2 separate regions of the Drosophila melanogaster genome follow, and region 1 is linked to region 2. Evidence: chromatin contacts called from public targeted proximity ligation data. All regions are on one chromosome and are shown on one strand. The core of a region is the stretch at or near the end of the contact, and the rest is flanking DNA. Distances in the headings are between cores, read along the strand shown.

What was found.
Region 1: a targeted proximity ligation map of the Kc167 cell line shows a contact between it and region 2, with 2.5 times the contacts expected there. A contact is called at or near these places in 1 of 107 Hi-C or Micro-C datasets (the Kc167 cell line) and 2 of 7 datasets of targeted methods (the Kc167 cell line and the S2 cell line).

What each region holds. Positions count from the first base shown.
Region 1 is chr3L:16,227,341-16,231,925 of dm6, reverse strand. l(3)72Dn (lethal (3) 72Dn) reads left to right here and starts at 3,189. Exons shown (of 3, transcript NM_140589.3): 1 at 3,189-3,435; 2 at 3,506-4,585. The coding sequence starts at 3,299. Tmx3 (Thioredoxin-related transmembrane protein 3) reads right to left here and starts at 2,826. Exons shown (of 4, transcript NM_140590.4): 1 at 2,586-2,826; 2 at 2,283-2,521; 3 at 1,602-2,225; 4 at 787-1,544. The coding sequence starts at 2,625. The coding sequence ends at 1,155. It overlaps PDCD-5 (Programmed Cell Death 5), which reads left to right. Exons shown (of 3, transcript NM_140591.4): 1 at 1-86; 2 at 338-452; 3 at 510-845. The coding sequence starts at 24. The coding sequence ends at 733.
Region 2 is chr3L:16,109,269-16,113,927 of dm6, reverse strand. Zn72D (Zinc-finger protein at 72D) reads left to right here and starts at 1,302. Exons shown (of 6, transcript NM_001274995.1): 1 at 1,302-1,596; 2 at 1,830-1,930; 3 at 2,047-3,445; 4 at 3,806-4,306. The coding sequence starts at 2,059. It overlaps Taf4 (TBP-associated factor 4), which reads right to left and starts at 716. Exons shown (of 11, transcript NM_079378.4): 1 at 563-716; 2 at 1-43.

The DNA of each region.
Region 1 (4,585 bases), core at 1,940-4,439, 120 kb before region 2:
TATACTGAGAATAAGAACCCAGAATGTCGGATAGTGATTTGGATGCCTTACGCGCGCAGCGCATGTCCCAAATGCAGTCGCAATTCGTAAGTGAAATATTTGAGTGGCTCCAAACCGGCTAGATTCCTCTAGAGAATTCCAAAAATAGTCATAACTTGGAATGAAAGCAAATTAGACTATATAAAATATAATAAAAATGTTAAGAATACATTAGCAATGGTATGCTTTGTTAGTTCTTATAGACACCTTCCCTATGAGTCATCCTTCTCGACTGGGACACCTGTTTCTTTAAAGGGCAATCCTTCAATGACCTTAACTCCTTTTTTCCTATTTTTAGGGCGGCGGCAATGATGCGGAAAAGCAACAAGCCCAGCAGGAGCAGATGCGCGCCCAGGAGGAAATGAAGCACTCGATATTATCCCAAGTTCTGGACCAGCAGGCCAGGGCACGACGTATGTGGATCTAGACCTTGAATATCTCTAGCTAATAACTTATAAAATATCATTTAGTTAATACCCTCAAAGTCAGCAAGCCGGAGAAGGCGCAAATGTTCGAGAACATGGTCATCCGCATGGCCCAGATGGGTCAGGTGCGTGGAAAACTTGATGACGCCCAGTTCGTCAGCATCCTCGAAAGCGTCAATGCTCAGATGCCGCAGAGCAAGTCCTCCGTGAAATACGATCGGCGGCGGGCGGCCATCGATAGCGACGACGACGAGGATTACGGCTGCTGATTCGTCCGAAATTCCGCCCAACATCTAATTTAAGTTATGCCCGCTCCTCACATCCGCTAAATCATGTTTATTACTTTTACTAACTTAAAACGAGAAACAAAACTAGATGCCCAAATACGTATGGACTTCTTTGTGTCAGATGGCGAATCTTAAAGCGTATTGGAAGTTCGTGCCAAGCGGCAATGACATACACTGACATAGGACTAGATTTGGCTTACATTTATATGCGGTAGAAAAGTGGTCTAGAGGAGGGGTGGGGTCTTCTACGACTTCTTATAGGGATTTATCATTTCATATTCTTGTATGTTCCTAGCTTTTTATGATCTTGCTCGGAAATGCACTATGAGATCATCTTATTTACTTTCTCTAACATTCACTCGCAATCAAAAGCTTTCACTAGATTCATTTTTAAGTTATCCCTTTACTCCTTCTTCTCGTGATCTTCATCGGGATCTTCTTCTGTGACCAAGCAATCGCCGCAGAAAATAGAGTACATGATGAGCGATAAGAATCCCAATGGCAGGCCGAAGATGACAGTGGTCAGCACGGGATTTCCCAGCCACATATCCCTTAATGCTCTTCGCACTTCGAACAGTGCCCGATTCAAACGTACAAAGTACGTATCTCCTCCATAGGCAATGGCACTTTCGTTGCGGATGGATTCTAGGAAAAGGTGCAGTGCCTGTGGAGTCATTTGCATTGGATCATCTTCGGGTATGAAGTGGTGTTGGGTGCTCGAATTAATCGCTATCAAGTGAGGCGTGGGCAGTTGATCCAAGATAATGGAATGTGCTATTGATGGCTCGCCAATCTGAAATGGAAATATTGATTAGCTCCAAATCGATAAAACTATGATAGAATCACTTACCCATCCAAATTGGAATTTGTCATGATATCGCGCCCTATGCTTTCTTATCACGCCCTCCACCATGTCCCGAAACTCCAGCTCATGCGTGGCTATCTGATTGAGCTTATCCTCCTGTACCACAGCCAAAACCAAGTACTTGTTTGTCTTGAGCAGCTGGTGGATGTTGAACCGAGTGACCTTTGGGAAGAGTGTGAACCTCTCCACGTTCACCCATTGGAAAACGGTTTCGTTCACTTCATTGGGGTCCATTTCGTGCGCCAAATGCCCATGCGGATAGAAGTGGTGCTGCTCTTCTTTGTAGACAATCACCGCTGGCAGTTTCTCAAAGTCAAAGTGTTGGGCAGCGATATCCTCGCTGGTGGCATAGAAAAATCCATGCTCTTGGTAACCTTCAGCTGCAGCATAGTATGTATCCCACACCACGCCCTCCTGTTGGCCTACGAAAATGAAAAATATCGTATGGGATCCCTTTAGCATGTCCACACTCTCCGTTCGCGTGACCAGCTGAACTGGAGGCCCAGACATCCTTAAGGCATAATCCACCAGCTCATCGCGACCGCGGTCTCCGTTGTAGGTGAACTCCATGTTGCCCTTGATGAACATAATGGTGGGATAGCCACGAACCTGTAAGAATTTGGGGATGCTTATAAGGAACTTGGACCAAATATGGTATATTCTCACCTTGAACTCCTTCGCCGCCGCCGGATACTTGGTACAATCTAGGCGACCCACTCGAACGTTGGTGGCATGCAAAGCCTGAGCCACCAGAGCAAAAATGGGCTCCGTTTTCTTGCAGTAGCCGCACCACGGGGCATAGAACATGACCAACCATTGGCCCTCGTGTCGCACATCGATGAACCGGTCACTGAGCTCCAAAACCTTCGAGGATAGCCCCGTCGAACCCAGAGTCAGAAGCAGAGCTGTTGGTTTTGTAAATCATTTAGCATCAGCTTGGATTTTTTCTATTGTTCGTAATTTATTTACCACTTATGAGGCCGAAAATCCACATAGAATTTGGCGACATCCTTGCAGCAGGTTTAATTTGTACTTCCAAGTGTAATTTACGTGCCCCTTATTTGCTATATCATGCTTTCCGTTATTTTAATAGCTTCTTTACTTAATTTAATTAGTTGATTGGTTTAATTTTCAGTTCCAAATTATTTTCCTTCGGACCACAGCAACAACAAAAGAAAACATTTGCAAAAACCACCCCCTTTAGACTGACCAGATGTGGAAAATATCCAAAATACTTAAGGAGATACTCTTTAGTCCAATGCGTAAATTGAACAAGTTTATTTATTAATTTTGTAGTTGTTTGGATTATGTTTTTAAAAGATTATTGAACTCAAGATTTTCATTCTACTATAACCTTAAAACTAAAATGAATTCGAAATAAAAACTAATTAAATTTTTTTATATGCATCTCTAAGAATTTATCTTTAATAATGACATAGTTAATAATTACATTTATAAAAGAATTTTTAATTTTGAAAATAAGTTTTTGAGCGGCCATAGAGCGGCTGCCTAAGGGTTAATCTGGTATATTTTTAGTCAGATGGCAACTCTTCAGCTTTGTTTACCTCACAAAATAGACTATCTGGCAACTCTTAGGCACACACGTGCATCTCCAGAGGAATTTTGTTTCAGTTGTTGTTCCTTATTTCTTCTTAACTAAATAATTGTATTAACTAAATAAAATGACGAATAATGCGAAGAAGGAACCCCAGCAAAGGGGCAAGCATCAGGTGCATAATGTGCGCTTCTACACTATAAAGCCGCGTGAAATTGTCAGCTTGGCGTATAGTAAATCGAGCAAGTGCCTCGCTCTGAGTCGGTAAATTATTGAAAATTAAAAAAAACCTAATAATTACTGTGCAGTAAACTAATAAGTACACTCTTTGCAGTGCAACACCCGTCATTGAGCTATGGAACCTGGAGCACGCCCCGTATTTGGATCGTGTAATCCACCTGCCCACCGATTCTCATGTGGAATCTATAGCCTGGGCGGGAAACCGCTTATTTTCCGTGGATTTAAGTGGTAAACTGATCGAGTGGGATGTGATTAAGCTAAAACAACGATATGAGCACTCGCCCACTGGCAATGCTCTCTGGAGTATCGATGTGAATCCCGCGGAAACGGATATTGCCATTGGCTCAGAGGAAGGGCACATCAACATCCTGAGTATTGAGAATGACGAAATCACCTATAAATCCCTATTTAACAAGCAAAAAGGTCGCGTTCTCTGCATCAAGTTTGATAAGACTGGAACTAAACTGGTGACCGGCACTGAGGGATTTGTTCGCATTTGGAACGTCCTCAAGGGAACCACTCTGCACACGATGACCCTATCCGAAAAGAACGTAATAGTTTGGTCCCTGCAGGTGCTATCCGATAATACGATTATTGCCGGTGATTCAGCGGGATTTGTTACCGTTTGGGATGCGGATAACGCGACACAGATAGATTCCACACGAGTTCTGGATAAAAACGTATTTGCCCTGGCTGTGAATAATAAGGAGGATCGATTAGTTTGCAGTGGAATGCAGCCGCCGCTCATCCGGATTTTCAGCAAAACCAAGATAAAGCGGGAAGAGTCCACCAGCGAGCGTTGGATTAAATTCCTACAGCGCGATGCCCACAAACACTATGTGAAATCCCTGTTGGTTATCGACGATCAAATTTATTCGGGAGGCAGGGATGGCATATTGACCATTACGTCCAGTGAACGAATGCAGGCACATTTGTCGCAGCATGCTCCCTTTCTGAAAGGTTCCGTAGCTTCCATGGCAATCAGTAAAAAGCTTTTGCTTTTGCGATATCCCAACAGCGTGCACCTGTGGCGCTTGGGTTCTGTGGCCCCGCAAGGCGAGGACAAGAAGAAACCCTGGGCACTGCCCGTCGGCCACACGGAGGAACAACTTCTGGAGCTGCCACCCCAGAAACTTCTCCAACTAAATGTCAAAGAGCACAACTTTATACAGTC
Region 2 (4,659 bases), core at 53-2,552:
CGCGCGTGCTCGCACGGACTGATTGTTGAGCACTGGAAGAATGCTTTATTTTGATTATTTTGATGTACAAAAAATTTGGCAGCGACGGTGCCAGAACGCCGCCATTTTCACGAATGCGCGTGCAAAGCGAAAATCGAGGCTGGTGGACGTTGCCAGATAGCGTGCGAAAAACACGTAACCAACGATCTGGCAATGCCGCTCGTTTATGCGGGTGGCGAGTGCGCAATATTCGTGAATGCACTAAATTTAAAAAAAAGTTCAACTCGAAAGTGGAGCACTTAATAATTGATGATTTCTATTAGGAAAAATTCATATTTTTCGAAAATCCGCATAAAAATATTTAAAACAAAAAGAAAACAAATGCATCTTGTACATGTCTCCAGTGGCAATATGGAGCATCGTGCCAGCCGTAGTATTAGTAATTTCTACTTTAGTGGCCAGCGGGTGGTGGCATAAACCCACGTCCGTGTCTGTGCGACTGTGTGCGTGTGTTTCAGTATAGGTTTTGTACAGCCTGCAATGTCGGGGGAAATTTTCTGGGCCCTGTGGCAGATGCACTCACTTCAATTCATTTTGCGTTCAAACTCGGTGCACTGGGGCGCATTTTAAACGATTTCCCGTTGCGTTTCTCTGGCGATTTAGCCGAAAACCGAGTAAATATTGTTTACGGACCGCCGAGGTACGGACGAGTTGTGCAGTGTGACCGTTGGCGACAATATCGTCGTGTTAAACGCGATACCGAATTAAAATACTAGAAAAGAAGTAGTGACTTGGATATCATGTCGATTTTTTATAGCCTTGTTGCGTACATTTTCAAAACCAAAAACGTTTGCTGGCATTTTGATGCCATCGGATTTTAGCCGCATACCAAATTAATTATATGCTCATTAGTTTTTATATGGGTAATAAGCCACAATTTTTAAGGATCAAAATAATTTATTTTAATACATTCGAATACGATACATTTTAAATCCTTTGAACTATTATTAGAGTACTGTTTAAAGCTGAATGTTAGGTAATTGAATAAATGAAGAATACGCTCAAAAATTAGAAACTACTAAAACTATTATTAGAGTACTGTTTAAAGCTGAATGTTAGGTAATTACAGAATTGAAGAAAATGCTCAAAAATGTTATTATTTTTTTATATTTAAACGCTATTTGCTCATATACTTAAATCATATATATATTCAAACGAAGGAGTAGTACTTTGTAACGGTCAAACAATCGATAGTTCCACTTTGATACCGAACTACATGCCCCACCACCAACGTGATGGTATTTTTGTTAGTTTTCGGTATCTTTGAAATGCTAAACTTCAGCACAACGGGCAAAATAATTCTGTAGAGCGAGTTAAATACATATCGTACAAATAGCGGTCTTAATAAAATAGACCATACCAATTTTAATATTAAACAAATTCCGTTAAATAAGCAACATATATAGTGTAATGGTATATTTTCCAAAAACTTCCAAAAATAAAAAGTGGTATTTGTTTCAAGTCGGGCTCAACATAGTATGATTATCCGATTACGCTGCGGTCACACTAGTACCGGCCCATAGAGACGGAAGAAAAATTTTATTTAACCGATTTCAGGTAATTGCCATTTGCATTAACTGTTTTTTAACCATGCACAACTAGGGCTAAAATGCCGTTGGAAAAGAGATCGCCACGTGTGCTCACTCGCATGTGGGCCAGACACGCGAAAAGTGCGTCCAAAGCTGCGGGGTAAAAATCGATAGAGAAAAGCAGATGAAAAACGGATGGGAAAGTGGTGGGGGGAGCTCCTTTCTCAACATGACGTGACTAAGACCACTTTGCTTTTACAGCTATAAACAGGCTATTACTCGGAAAGCACATATAAATTCCCGAATAAATCCGCATTCGAAGTCCCATAAATATTGACAGTCAGTCGGATAGGACAGCTAATGTAAGTAGAGCACTTGGTGGGGATGGGGGCAGGTCCAAAATGCAAATGCAAATGCCAATGGTAAACTAGTAAACCGCAGACAGATTGTCAAACAAATTCGATTTTCGTAATTGCAGCGCACCGCGACAATGGCCAACAACAACTACGCCGGGTTTAACTACGGCGGCACCCAGTACAATACGGGCCAAGTCTCGTACCCGGCGGTAACCAATGCCACCTACGCGAATGCGGCCGCCTATCAGAATGCCGCTGTGGCCGCCGGACAGGGTGGTTATGGCGGAGCAGCAGGAGCGGGCGCTGGCGCCACCTCTGGCCCTGGGGCGGGGGGTTATGGTGGCTACGGCGACTATCGAAGTGCCATGCAATACGACGCCACCAAGACATTCTATCAGCAGTCGCCGGCCAGCTACAACGCCTCCGGTTCGACAGCCTCGGTCAGCAAGACGCACTACTCGGCTCCGCCAGTCAAGAATCAGGTCAAGGGCAAGATGGACAAGTCGAACGGTGGTCCCAAGCCCCCTAGTTCGGCTCCTCCGGCGGGCAACAATTACAGTGGCTATGATACAGCACTCTACAATGCGGCAAGCATGTATGTGGCCCAACAGCATCAGGGCAATCCAAACCAAAAACCAAATGGCGGCGCCAATAACTGGTATCAGCGTAAGATGGGAGCCACCATACCAGGAGCAACGGCCATAAGGGGTATGCGTCCGAAGGCACCTCCACGTCCCCAGCAGCTGCACTACTGCGAAGTGTGCAAAATCTCGTGCGCCGGGCCGCAGACTTATCGCGAGCATCTGGAGGGTCAGAAGCATAAGAAACGCGAGGCTTCGCTGAAGATGTCCGCTAGTGCCAACAGTGCTACACAAAATCGTGGTAACAACTACCACTGCGAGCTGTGCGATGTAACATGCACTGGTACGGACGCATATGCCGCCCATGTACGCGGAGCCAAGCATCAGAAGGTGGTCAAGTTGCACCAGAAACTGGGCAAACCCATTCCCTCGGAGGAGCCCAAAAAGATGGGCAAGATCAACTTTGTGCCCGCTGCTGCTGGCGGAGCTGGTGTTGCCAAGACCGAAGGTGGCGCGAACGAGAGCGATGCAGCTGGAGATCTCGATGATAATCTGGACGATTCGCTGGGCGAAAACACGGACAACATTAAGCCAGTAGGCGGCGAGTATATTGAAGAGGTCAAGGACGAAGAGGGCAAGATTTTGAGCTTTAATTGCAAGCTGTGCGATTGTAAGTTCAACGACCCGAATGCCAAAGAGATGCATATGAAGGGCCGTCGCCATCGCTTGCAGTACAAGCGAAAGGTGCAGCCAGATCTAGTTGTCGACTTCAAGCCCACTCCTCGCCAGCGCCGCCTGGCTGAGGCCCGTGCCAACCGGGCCATGATGTCCTCGCATCGCGGCGGTGATGATCACGACGGCGGCTACTGGGAGGAGCAGCGCAACCGACAATACAACGAAGAGTATGACTACAACAACTGGATGTCGCGCAGTTTCGGAGGTGAGTTTCTATATACGTTATACTCCTTGGGGTGAAACAGTGCACTCGTTTAAACCAACCCCTGTGGGTTAACTTTATTGGCAAGGAAATTTATAAAAAGTTTATAGAGGGCAACTAAATCAATAAAGCACATTTCATTACATAATTATGTTGCCACAATTTAAAAGCTATAAGACAAATAACATTTGTATATACAAATAGCATGAAATTTGTTAAAAGTTGGTTGTCTGTAACGTAAAGAATTTAATAATCAATATAAACTGCAACATATTTTAAATATTCAAGCGGAATAACATTAAATTGGAACACGGCTAATTATTGCATGCACAAATATATTTATATTTCAAATTACCATTGCAGGTGCCCAGCGCTTTGGGCGCATGGGCAATGGACCGCCGCCGCACTTTGGCATGATGCCCGGCGGAAATGTTCGTCGTCCGGAAAGCACCGATGATCGCCACGCCATTGCCCGTCACGCCGAGATCTATCCGAAGGAGGAGGAGCTGCAGACCATCCAGCGCATCGTCTCGCACACCGAGAGGGCCCTAAAATTGGTCTCCGATGCCCTGGCCGAGCAGCCCAGCGATGCCGGAGCGGCCAATAAGAAGGACAAGGCTGAAAAGCCGTCGGAGAAAGACGGACGCGACAATCAGATCTTCTCGTTCCAAAAAGACGCCGACAATGGTGGCAATGTCGTGCGCATCCTGAAGGGAGTGATGCGAGTGGGCTACCTGGCCAAGGGGCTGCTGCTCCACGGCGACAACGCCGTCGAGCTGGTCGTCCTTTGCGCGGAGAAGCCGACTTCGGGTCTTTTGCAGCGTGTGGCCAATGTGCTGCCCGACAAACTCAAGGAGGTGGCAGGTAAGTGAGGAGATGTGGCAGCTGCCATCGTAGAAATTGCATACCACTATTCTTGAATGACATTTTGGTTGTCCTAATGAGAGGAACAGAATAGAACTTTTTCCAGAGAAATGGCTTGAGTGATAAATGCGGCTGAAAAGCATCACTGAATCATGATCAAAACAAAAAGTACATTAACACGTTCTTAGCTTGGCCAATTTCACACTGACCTGCGCAGGTGAATTTGGCCAAATTGGAAGCGGCTCAAACTAATCAACTAAAACTAATGAACGAAAATAAATCGATTTTCGGAGCGCTAAATATGCAAGATGAACGAACGCAACTCACGATACGTTCGCATTCGCTATTCATTA